Regions from separate parts of the Pan troglodytes genome. Here region 2 is linked to region 1. Evidence: chromatin contacts called from public Hi-C data. All regions are on one chromosome and are shown on one strand. Each heading gives the region's core, a stretch centred on a gene start, on an enhancer-like site or on the middle of the called end of the contact. The rest is flanking DNA. Distances are from core to core; before and after follow the strand shown.

What was found. A called contact is a pair of places that touch in the nucleus more often than the background predicts.
Region 2: a Hi-C map of stem cell-derived neural progenitor cells shows a contact between it and region 1, with 5 times the contacts expected there. The contact joins the enhancer-like site here to the promoter of DLG1 in region 1. A contact is called at or near these places in 1 of 7 Hi-C or Micro-C datasets (stem cell-derived neural progenitor cells) and 1 of 1 datasets of contacts at active chromatin or transcription factors (stem cell-derived excitatory neurons).

What each region holds. Positions count from the first base shown.
Region 1 is chr2:200,456,358-200,462,260 of NHGRI_mPanTro3-v2.0_pri, forward strand. It overlaps DLG1 (discs large MAGUK scaffold protein 1), which reads right to left and starts at 1,747. Exons shown (of 25, transcript XM_063806507.1): 1 at 1,638-1,747; 2 at 287-336. The coding sequence starts at 305.
Region 2 is chr2:200,679,956-200,685,449 of NHGRI_mPanTro3-v2.0_pri, forward strand. It overlaps BDH1 (3-hydroxybutyrate dehydrogenase 1), which reads right to left. Exons shown (of 7, transcript XM_016942570.3): 6 at 5,463-5,494; 7 at 656-3,431. The coding sequence ends at 2,962. Among named protein-coding and RNA genes, the nearest start is that of BDH1, 61 kb to the right of the region's middle. Within about 2 kb of position 1,411, at least 13 of the 24 cell types and tissues checked have an H3K27ac peak or open chromatin away from gene starts, as enhancers often do. A contact at or near this core is called in stem cell-derived neural progenitor cells, where this site is marked.

The DNA.
Region 1 (5,903 bases), core at 497-2,996:
GAATGATAGAGTGAAATACTAAAACACCAATTCAGGGTTATTAAGGACATCTGTTGGGGGTGGCTAACTGCCTCTCTTAATCACTAGAGAAATGTTAAGAAAGTTTAACAAACATTTTCGTGTTTCCATCTTCTGAAATGATATGAGGCTTAGATTCCCTAAGCAATAAAGCTAGGACCGTGCTGTCTCATCAAAGTTACACAAACGATTCTAAAACGGCAATCAAAAAACTGACACACGGAAAAGCAAGTGACATCGACAACAGAGTTACGGAATAAACTCTCACCTTGCTTCCGGACCGGCATTTTTCTCCAGAATCAGGAAGAGGGCACACACCTTTAAAACACACAACGGAAAGGAAAAAGGATAGAATCATGTTAAACTAGCATTTCCCCCTATCGAAATAGAAAACCCTCGCAGCCTATTTGAAAACCCCACGTTCCAAAGTTTTACCAAGTCAAAGAAAGAGTCTCAAAACGCAGCAGTTGTCTGTCAATGTGGAAAGCTTTTCCTTGGAGTGGGTACCCCTCCAAATTAAGAACAGACAGAAGTCGGCTTCCAAACTCTCCTCGAAAGCGTCCCCTCCCCAAAGAGCCTAGACCTGAGGCCGCCTCTTCCCCCGCACAAGTATCCACACTCCCCACCTGCTACTGGGTACGGGCGGGTGAAGCGCTCCGACCCTTGGCCCCTGAGCCAGCAGCGGCCGCAGAGCGCTGAGAGGGGACCAGCGGGACTGGCCGCCCGCCCTGCTCGGGCCCCCTCCTCTCGCTTGCCTTTCTCCTTGCTCGCTGCCTCCGGGCTGCTCCAGCGGGGGCCGGACAGGGCAGCGGCCGCTCTCCGCGACGCCCTCGCGCCCCGCATGCACACCTCCGCGGGCCCCCACACCTGCGGCGCCGCCACAAAGTTGCGGTGAGCGGCGTGCGCTCGGAACTGGGGTGCGCCCCGGCCAGACTCGGAGCAGCTCCCCAGCCCGGCCCCGCTCCACGTACCCCCGCCCCGCCCGGGGCCCGCGGAGCCGAGCGGAGGGGGTGAAGGGACGGGGGAGGAGCTCTCCTGGGCCGCCGCACCCCCGCGGCCTCGTCCTCCTTCTCGGCCGCGCCGCCTCCCCGCTCGCCGCGGCCCCCCGGCCCGCTCGCCCAGTTGCCGCCTGCACGCCCCACCCCCGGAACCTCGCCTCCTTCCGCGCCCCCAACCGCTCTCCCCCGAAACTTTCCGCCAAGATGGCGGCCCCCGAGCTGGCCTGCCGCGCTCCCACGTGACCGCTTTCCCGGCGCTCTCAGCCAATGGGAAGTGAGGAGGCGGCTCGCGCCGAGCCCCGGGCTCCCCGCGCTGCTACCTTCGGGTTGGAAGGGGGAGGCGGGTCGGGGGAGGGCAGGGGAACGGAAGGGGTACCCGGGGAGCATCCTAAGGGAACCTCTTCGCGTAAAAGGGCGGCCGCTGAAGTGGCTCTGAGAACGAAGGAGTTAACACTCGGACTCCACAGGTGGCCCGGGGTGGCCCTGGAGGGGCCCGCCTTTACCTTGCCCTAGCCCACCGGCGTGTCCCGCGGTTCCGAACTAAACGCGCCAGGCCGGGAAGGCTCGGGCTGTCTGAAGAGAGGCGTGACCTCGCCTACACCAGATCCAAGGCGCACATACCGAGACACCCCTTAACCTCACTCAGCAGTGCCGTTTCCAACTCCGCGGCAGAGACAGCGCCTGGCGACCCCGGGGGTAGATCCCCACCGGGGAAAAGCCGCCTTAAGGAGGAGCCAACTGCACCTCCCAGGGGGCGGGGAGGGCGGGGCCTGGGAGAGGGAGAGGGAGGAGTTCGGGGAGGGGTGCCAACTCTGCATTGCCTTCCACTCCAGGCTGATTGTTAAGTTACTCTTCGTCCCTTAGTAATAGGCTTGGGGGGAGGGGTTTCATTAAAGAAGGACATATGAAATAGAGACACTGGTTAACTTGGCAAGAGTTTGAGGGTTATAGTACAAGATTTTTAAGCCTAACTGATTAATTCCGAGTATGGTATACTTAAGGGTGGGCAGAGAAGGTTTGTTCATTCATTCGCTCATTCATTCATTCATTCATTTCCCTCAAGCCTGCGTCCCCGCCCGGTCAGCATCGCAGGTGTTACCCAAACTCTGACGGTCCCTTTAAGAACTCACCTGGAGTCGCGCCCTCCGAAGCTGAGCCGCCCTCGGCCAGCGCTGCAGGTTTGTTTCGTGCGCACCTCCGGGCGGAACTACCGGCCGGCTGGGACCCCGCTCCCGGTCAGAGCCACCCAGGTTATAGAAGGGGAATCTCGGGAAGCTTTCCAAGTCACTGCCCACGTCTTCGAACTTCCTCTGGGTGACAAGGACCTCCCTATTAGGAGGTCCAGAGAGAATTTGCCCAAAGTTACCCCGAGTGAGTGACAGAACTGGAAACCCGGAGATCCTGTCTTTCAAAACCGGAAGGCTCTTCCCAGTAAACCTGACGGCCTCTGACTGAGGCCGTATCCATTGGCTACCAAAGGGAAGGCCGAGGAACCTCGTATTGTAACCTTAACAGCTACTCAGAGGTATACTGATCACTGGTTTTACTTTTGGATTGCACCTTAGAATCCTGACTGTAAGGACCCGCCGACTTTAGAACCTATCTAGGACAAGGAACCGAGGTCCGGAAAAAGGGAAGCAGCTTGTCCAAGGACATAGACGCTAATCAGTAACAGAGCAGCCGAGAACTCAGGTCTCCTAGCTCTAGTCCAGGGCTCTTTCTATTGTGATTTTGGACAACTTGACAGAGAGGTATGTTGGTATGTTGGCAGCAGACCTCTGTGCTTTCCCGGATCAAGCATCCTGGGATCTTGAACAACAGTTAAAGCAACATTGCATAGAGAAAATGGGATAGAAGGGTCAAACGGTCCTGAAGGCAGGGGTGTCCTAAAAGCCAGGAACTTAACAGAGGGACGGAATTTATTTAGTAGTGAAAGTGGCTCATGACAGGCATCATACTCTCAAGACTTCGCTGATGGACTGTGAATGGGATGGTTGCAGTAAGAAACCATTCTAACAATGGAATCTCTTCAGAATTCAGAAGAAACAGGGAGGGAAATTTGCCCTCTCCCTTGATAACATTTATTGTTCATATATGTTCACTTGCTAGGAAACGGGGATAGAAATAAATAAGATCCAAGTCCTGCTCTCAAGGATACACAGCCTTGTAGCAAGTACACAAAGGCCAATGCACCTTTTCCCAGGGAACACTGAGGAGTCAAAAACAAAATTTGTGTGAGTTCTCAATGTCATCCTAGCCTTCCCCTTAAAGCAAAAAGGAGGAAGGGGAGGAAAGAGGACATGTCCTTTTTTCTTGTCATTCTGTGTGACAGCCCTATTTGGTTGTCAGCAGTGTACAAAAGCAGCAGTGAACCCAGCACTTGTTCTACCCCTTAGCCTAAGGTGCCGGCAGCAAGTGCCTAGCAAATGAACATATATGAACAATGAATAAAGGCCCTTTACTCTTCATTCCTCCTTTCTACCCATCTTTATTAGTTACTTATTGCTGGATAAAAAAAAGTTCCTCAAAGCTTAAGGGTTTAAAACTTATTAGCTTAGTAAGTTAAACAGTGATAAATATTATCTCAGTTTCTGTGTGTCAGGAATTCAGGAGCGGCATAGTTGGGTGGTTTTGGCTCAGGGCATTATGATGTTGCAGTCAAGAAGCCTACCAGGGCTGCAGTCATCTGAAGGCTTCAGGGGGACTACGGGAGGCTCTTTCAGCATGGATCATTCACATAGCTAGTAAGTTGATGCTGGCTATTGGGCGGAGGCTTCAATTTCTCACCATGAAGACCTTTCTATAGGGCTGCTTGAGTGTCTTCATGACGTAGTGGCTGACGTCCAACAGAGCAAGTGATTCAAGATGGCGAGACAGAAGAAGCCACAATGCCTTTCATCACTTAGTCTCAAAAGTGACACTCTGTCATAGTCTGTTTGGGCTGCTATAACAAAATACCTTAGACTGGGTGATTTATAAACAACAGGAATGTATTACAGCTCTAGAGGCTAAGTAGTCCAAGATCAAAACACCATCAGATGTGATCTAACAGTCATGAGAATAAAAATTAAAAAAAAAAAAATGGCCAGGCGCGGTGGCTCATGCCTGTAATATCCAGCACTTTGGGAGGCCAAGGCAGGTGGATCACGAGGTCAGGAGTTCAAGACCAGCCTGGCCAAGATTGTGAAACCCCGTCTCTACTAAAAATATAAAAATTAGCCAGGCATGGTGGCAGGCACCTGTAATCAGCTATTCAGGAGGGCTGAGACAGAGAATTGCTTGAATCCGGGAGGCGGAGGTTGCAGTGAGCCGAGATCGCGCCACTGCACTCCAGCCTGGGCGACAGAGCAAGACTCTGTCTTTAAAAAAAAAACATTCCTCATGAATGGAGCCTTCTTGCTACATCTTCCCATGGTGCGAGGGACTACCAAGCTCTATCTGGCATCGTTTATAAAGGCTCTAATCCCATTTACAAGAGCTCCACTCTCAAGACCTAATCACCTCCCAAAAGCCTCATCTCTTAATACGATCACTTTGAAGGTGAAGATTTCAACATATTAATTTAAGAAGGACACAAACATTCAGACCATAGCATACTCCATAATATCCGATGAGTTACTTAGATCGGCCTCAAGGATATGAATACCAGAAAGTAAGACTCACTGGAGGCCATCTTCTTGGAGCTGGCTACCACATCATCACAACATACAAAGCAATGACATCTGGATTTTTCTTTTCTTTCTTTTTTTTTTTTTTTTAGACAGAGTCTTGCTCTGTTGCCAGGCTGGAGTGCAGTGGTACGATCTCGGCTCACTGCAACCTCTGCCTCCCGGGTTCAAGCTATTCTCCTGCCTCAGCCTCCTGGGTTGTTGGGACTACAGGCATGTGCCACCACGCCCAGCTAATTTTTTGTATTTTAGTAGTGACGGGGTTTCACCATGTTGGCCAGGATGGTCTCGATCTCCTGACCTCGTGATCCACCCGCCTCAGCCTCCCAAAGTGCTGGGATTACAGGTGTGAGCCACTGCACCCAGCCCTGACATCTGGATTTTTCTAAGCAACTTTTATTTCCTCAAAGTTTTCCTTACTTTGTGCAGTGAGCAGCTGCCATTGAATAGGACACAATATTGGATCTAATTTTCCAACTTCCTCATTAAATATATATATATATACACACACACTATATCTATCTATCTATCTATCTATCTATCTATCCTATCTGTCTGTCTATCGATAGTTAGATAGATGAATAGAAGAAGTTACTTCAACAAAATACTAGCAGGTAAAGCTGTTCACTTTCCAGCTCCAAGTTAACTTGCCTTTTGAAGAGCTTAAAAGGCTTCGGAGTCAAAGACCACGGGGAAAGGCTCAGATTTCCCATTCTTTTATTGAAATGTCAGAGAGTCAATGTCAAAGATACTGTCTCTAAGTTCCAACCCTTCCCTTCCCAACCATCCTGCCCAAGCCACCTTTGCAGCTTCACATCTCTGTCTTTGTCTTCTCCTCCATCCAGGCCCCAGCTTATAAATCTATGAAGGTGTCCAGGTCCTGCCAGACTCCGCTGCATCTTTTGCTTTCACTCCAGCAGGGTAGCAGCATGCTGCCTGTGCCAAGGCAATCACTAAAAGGAAAGGATTTAATGCTGTCAAAAAAGCTTATGCCAGCTTAGGCTCAAGAAGAGGAACAGAGTCAAGTATGTTGAAAGTGGACATATTGGTCAGACGTCCATGAGAGCCTAGGGGGCATTGCTTAGCAGCACACTTTTAAAGGAATCTGAACAAACCAGCATGTGGAAAGAAGAGAGTAACCACAGCAATCAGGAAACAACTGTACAATCTAGGGCCATTTCATTGGAAAAACAGAAGTCTCCAGGGAGCTGCAGTCATC
Region 2 (5,494 bases), core at 161-2,660, 220 kb after region 1:
CTGTTTTGTCCTCTCACCCTTTTTTTTTGTTTTGTTGTTGTTGTTTTGTTTTTTGAGACAGAACCTCTCTCTGTTGCCCAGGCTGGAGTGCAGTGGCATGATCTTGGCTCAGTACAACCTTCGCCCCTGGGTTCAGTCGATTCTCCCTGCCTCACCCTCCCAAGTAGCTGGGGTTACAGGTGCCCACCACCACGCCTGGCTAATTTTTGTACTTTCAGTAGAGACAGGGTTTCCCCATGTTGGCCAGGCTGGTCTTGAACTCCTGACCTCGGCGATCCGACCGCCTGGGCCTCCCAAAATGCTGGGATTACAGGTGTGAGCCACCGCGCCCGGCCACGCACTCTGGTAAAGATGAAAACTACGTCCTGCGCCCTGGTAGGTTCTAAGCTGCCGGAAAGCGAATGGTGAATATGAGATTTGAGTTAGCACTGGAGTTATTTGGAGGGACGGTAGCCTGGGCTTTTCAATCACTGGAAATGATTAAAAGCCAGAACAACCTACATAGGCCGGCCCAGCAGTTCTAGCTTACTCAGAAGATCCCAGTAGACGCCCATGCAGCTTCTCCGACGTTCGGGTCTGCTGATCGGGACCCAGAGTATGTGGCCCCCCCTTCCTCTAGTTCCCAGGCAGGGACGCACACGTGCAACTCCAAGGCTCCATCTATTTTCCTTTAATAAACTTCAGCACGAAAACAAATTCGCCCAACATGTAAAAATGCAATTCCGAAAGGATCCTGCTAGAACAAGGTCCACGGTACAAAAGCATCCTATGGTTATGTAACTGCAGTGGCCACCAAGCGTCCCCCTCTGTGCTCTGGAGGGTTTTATGTAACTGCAGTGGCCACCAAGCGTCCCCCTCTGTGCTCTGGAGGGTTTTATGTAACTGCAGTGGCCACCAAGCGTCCCCCTCTGTGCTCTGGAGGGTTTTATGTAACTGCAGTGGCCACCAAGCGTCCCCCTCTGTGCTCTGGAGGGTTTTATGTAACTGCAGTGGCCACCAAGCGTCCCCCTCTGCGCTCTGGAGGGTTTCAGCCCTGCCTGCCTCCCCTCCCTCCTCCTAGGGGAGCTGGGACAGGGGATCCCTGTTTGAAGACAGCGGGGACAAAGGCCCGAGAGGCGAGCTGAATTTGCCCATTGTGAGACCCTTCTTCCTTGGCACTGCCTGAACCCCACAGCCCACTCCAGCTGCCCGGGTTCTTCTGCCTTCTCCTGGCACCAGCCTCCAGGTTCGGGCCAGCTGCTAGGAGAGCGAGAACACTGTTTCTAAAGGGTGTTGCTTGCTTCTTTGTTCCCAGTTTCCGAAGTGAGAATCCCGAACGCCGTGAGAAACCTCGGGCTCGGGCGGCAGCTCGGGAGTCTGGGGCCTCGGAGGCCGGCGCCGGCTGCGGAGGAGGAGCGCCCTCTAGCGGCAGGCCCAGCGCGCCCAGGGAGAGGCGGAAACGTTGAGTCCGATTTGTAAGGCGGGCACTCGGGACCCTGCCCCGGGCCGAAAGCCCCCTGGAGGACAGTGGCGTTTGGTTTCGGTCCCAACATACAGGCCCTGGGCAGTTGCAGGGATGGCAGCTTTCAAACTCAAACCCAAGAAGTGATCATGCAGACCCTGCCTCAAGTGGCATCACTTCTTAATTGAAAATAGGCCGAGGCGAGGCGGGAATGAAGGCCACGCTGAAGCCCTGCAGAACAGGGGCGTGTGTGTGTGTGTGTGCGCGCGCGCGCGCGCATGTGTGTAAGCACCACGTGAGGCAAGCAGGGACCCCAAATCCACTGCTAGGGGAGAAGATGCCACAGTGCCCTGCCATGGCACCACTGCTCGTGCCAAGCCTGCCCCATCGACACTGGCCCCACCCAAGGCAAAATCAAGCAGACCCAAACCAGTAACAACTTATCCCCTTAGCCAGAGAGCACCTCCACACAAGTCTATCCTGAGTCCTAAAAGAGGATGGAAAAATCTCAAGTAAAAATCTCATGCCTGTAATCCCAGCACTTTGGGAGGCCAAGGCAGGCGGATCACTTGAAGTCAGGAGTTCGAGACCAGCCTAGCCAACATGGTGAAACCCCATCTCTACTAAAAATACAAAAATTAGCCCGGCATGGTGGTGGGTGCCTATAACCCCAGCTACTTGGAAGGCTGAGGCAGGAGAACCGCTTGAACCAGGGAGGCGGAGGTTGCAGTGAGCGGAGATGGTGCCATTGCACTCCAGCCTAGGGGACTGAGCAAGACTGTGTCTGGAAAAAAAAAATCTCCAGAAACATTCCCACCCCCTCCATACAGCCAGCTCTGAGTCACTGGCTGCTGGCTGGCCAGTCACACAGCACCATGGACATGCAGAGGTACCAGTGGGCACTTGGTATGTGCTGCTCAGATGAGGACACAGAGTTAGTCAGAAGATTCTTGGGCAAATGGATCCAAAACAGTCCTGGAATGCAAATGTGAAGTATTTCCACAGCCGTGGTGGGAACACATGACTGGCACTATTTATAAGCGATAAAAGGGTTATTTCATGCATCCTCTTTAAGCTGCAAATGCTTCATGTACAAAAGAAAAAAACCTGTCCTTTTCATTCATGAGACTGGCTTAAGGATCAAAGGAGATAATTTTTAAAAACTGATAATTTGACTTGAAGACATAAAGGAGTTTTGATTCTATTCTACAATAAATCTGTTTTTAATATAAAGATGTTTTCTTAAAATCTCTGTATGAAATTATCTCCAGAGAGATAGATTCACCATGTTTGCCCTGAGATTTAGGGGCCCCTGCCTGCCACTCCACACCCTCTTTGTGAAGGCCCAAGTCACTCACTATGCAAAGAAGTCATTCCCTCTAGTTAGTGTTAAAACCAGTTATGGGTCTTCCTGGCATGGTGGATAATCCACACGTGGATAATCAAGAGTTGACTATATGGGTTCCTCCCTCCCCTCCCCTTCCACCAGGGATCCCTGACAGAGGCCACAGCGAGACTCTTCAGCGGATGTAGATCATGTCGGAGATGGCTCCAGGCAAGTGGGTCATGATCTGCATTCGCAGCCACCAGTAGTAGTCCATGGGGTGGTAGCGGGTGTAGGGGGTGGTGGCGGTCAGGGCGTGTGTGACAGCATCGATGACAGGGGACGTGTCTGTGGAGCCACTGCTGCAGTAGGTCTCCATCTTGGCGATCTTTTCATCAAAGTACTTCTTGCCGTAGTCCTTGCGCACGACCTCAGGCAGCTCGTCCCACATCTTCTTGGCGATGGCCTGAATGCTCTCAGGGCTGTAAAGGCTGGTGGCAGCGATGAAGTTGCCGGGCTCCACCACGCTGACCTTCACGCCCAGGGGGTACATCTCATAGCGCAGGCAGTCCGAGAAAGCCTCTACCCCGAACTTGGTGATGCAGTACGGGGAGCGGGCCGGGTTGGCCATGCGGCCCAGCATGCTGCTGATATTGACGACGCGGCCTACAGAGGGAGACAGAGATACCTGCTAAGGCGTTACTGCCCTATGACACAGAGGAGAGAAGTCTGGCATGTCTCTAGAGGCTTGGCTGGAACCACTTCTGAGCCACCCAGGAGCCTTCTCATTCAATAGGCAAGGCCAGCTCAGGCCCTCGCATCAGCATCGGCACCCCTGGTCTTCCCTGGGAACCTGGCTGTGCCAGGCAGGACATGGGAGGACAAGTGAGTGAGAAGCAGCAGGGCACAGTGTAATGGGCAACACGCAACTGACTCAAAAACCAGATCAAGCCCGATGCGGTGATAATTTGGGGTGAAAACACGAGGGGAGAAGTGGGAGGCGAGACAGCTGTCTGTGTGGATCTGAGCTTTCACTATAGGCAAGGTCTGGTGCTGGTGAGGGAGAAATACAGCCTGAAAGCTTCCTCTTCCCCTTATGGAGCTTAAAGTCCAGCTCCAGTAGTACGACGTGCAGATAAGTAGCACACTAGGGCCAAGTGTCTAGCCACTGACAGCAGCCCTGGCGATGGGGGTTGGAGTGCAGACGAGGAAGTACCTGGGGCTGCAGCTGGGAGGGAGCCCCGAGACAGCCCTGAAAGAGGACAGGACCCGTACTGTTAGGCCCAACTCCCCAACTCCATTCCACCCTGGTAGGGTGGAGCCTGGGTGGAGACCAGGACCGCCTGGCAAACAGAGCAGCAGGCAGGGGCAGGGGCAGGATTTCTGAACCTGACTTCAGGGCTAGGACATGAGGAGAGAGTCCTGGGCACTGGGAGAGTGTGGTGATCCCCCTCCAAAGGCCACAGGCCCAGCCGGGGGGCATCAGGGGCCTCCCACAGCTCCTGCTGGCCCTGGGAACAGAGGGGTTGGAAGTGGATTGCATTTGGCCCAGCTGGGGAAGCCGAGGCGGATCTGGGACCAGTTTTCCTGGGAGGGAACTCAGCCCATCCAGGTGTGCCCCCGGGAGGGAACTCAGCCCATCCAGGTGTGCCCCCGGGAGGGCACTCAGCCCATCCAGGTGTGTCCCCGGGAGGGCACTCAGCCCATCCAGGTGTGTCCCCGGGAGGGCACTCAGCCCATCCAGGTGTGCCCCCGGGAGGGAACTCAGCCCATCCAGGTGTGCCCCCGGGAGGGAACTCAGCCCATCCAGGTGTGCGCCCGGGAGGGCACTCAGCCCATCCAGGTGTGCGCCCGGGAGGGCACTCAGCCCATCCAGGTGTGCCCCCGGGAGGGCACTCAGCCCATCCAGGTGTGTCCCCGGGAGGGCACTCAGCCCATCCAGGTGTGTCCCCGGGAGGGCACTCAGCCCATCCAGGTGTGTCCCCGGGAGGGAACTCAGCCCATCCTGGGGGAGGCACCTTTCAGAAAGCTCTAAATTTGAAGTCACTGAAGGGTTGGGGTTTCCATGTAAAACCCTACAGCTGCAGGCTGTGTTCATGCTTGTTGTTGCTAGGACTTCACCATAGATGTATGGATCTTACCCTTTTTGCCACAATTGTTTGCTATGCCAGACAAAAAAATCCAAGTCAATGACTTCTAAAGTGGTTTGCTCACATTTGGCCACCCACATGGTTTGGGTGTTTTGTTGGTTTTCCAAATTTCTAATCTTGATTTTTACTATTGTTCCCTAATACCACAATGATCTCATTTTTTAAACTACGATATAAATAACCCATAGAATGAATATGCCAGATTTTACTAACCACACCTGATTGATACAAAGATGTGTACACACAGCTTTGTGCAAAGGGTGATTCTCTCTATAGATTAGGTGTGCAGAGTGGATGGCTGCTCAAATCTTTAAGCTTTTGCTGCATGGACCACTGACCTCTTACCTGCTCTGCTTCCTCCTCCCCTACCCGGCCACAGCCCCTCTGCCCACCATCACCCCAGGCCCAGCATAGTCCCTGGGATTCACGAGCTCACCCCTGCTGAGTTGTGGACATTGGAGCTGCTGGGACAGGTATTTCCATTCTGAGCAAAGATGAACACGTGGGGCAGGTTCAGGGGCAGGAGGGAGCTCCCTTTCCCACTCACCTTTGGCCCTTCGGATGAGGGGGAGAAAGGAT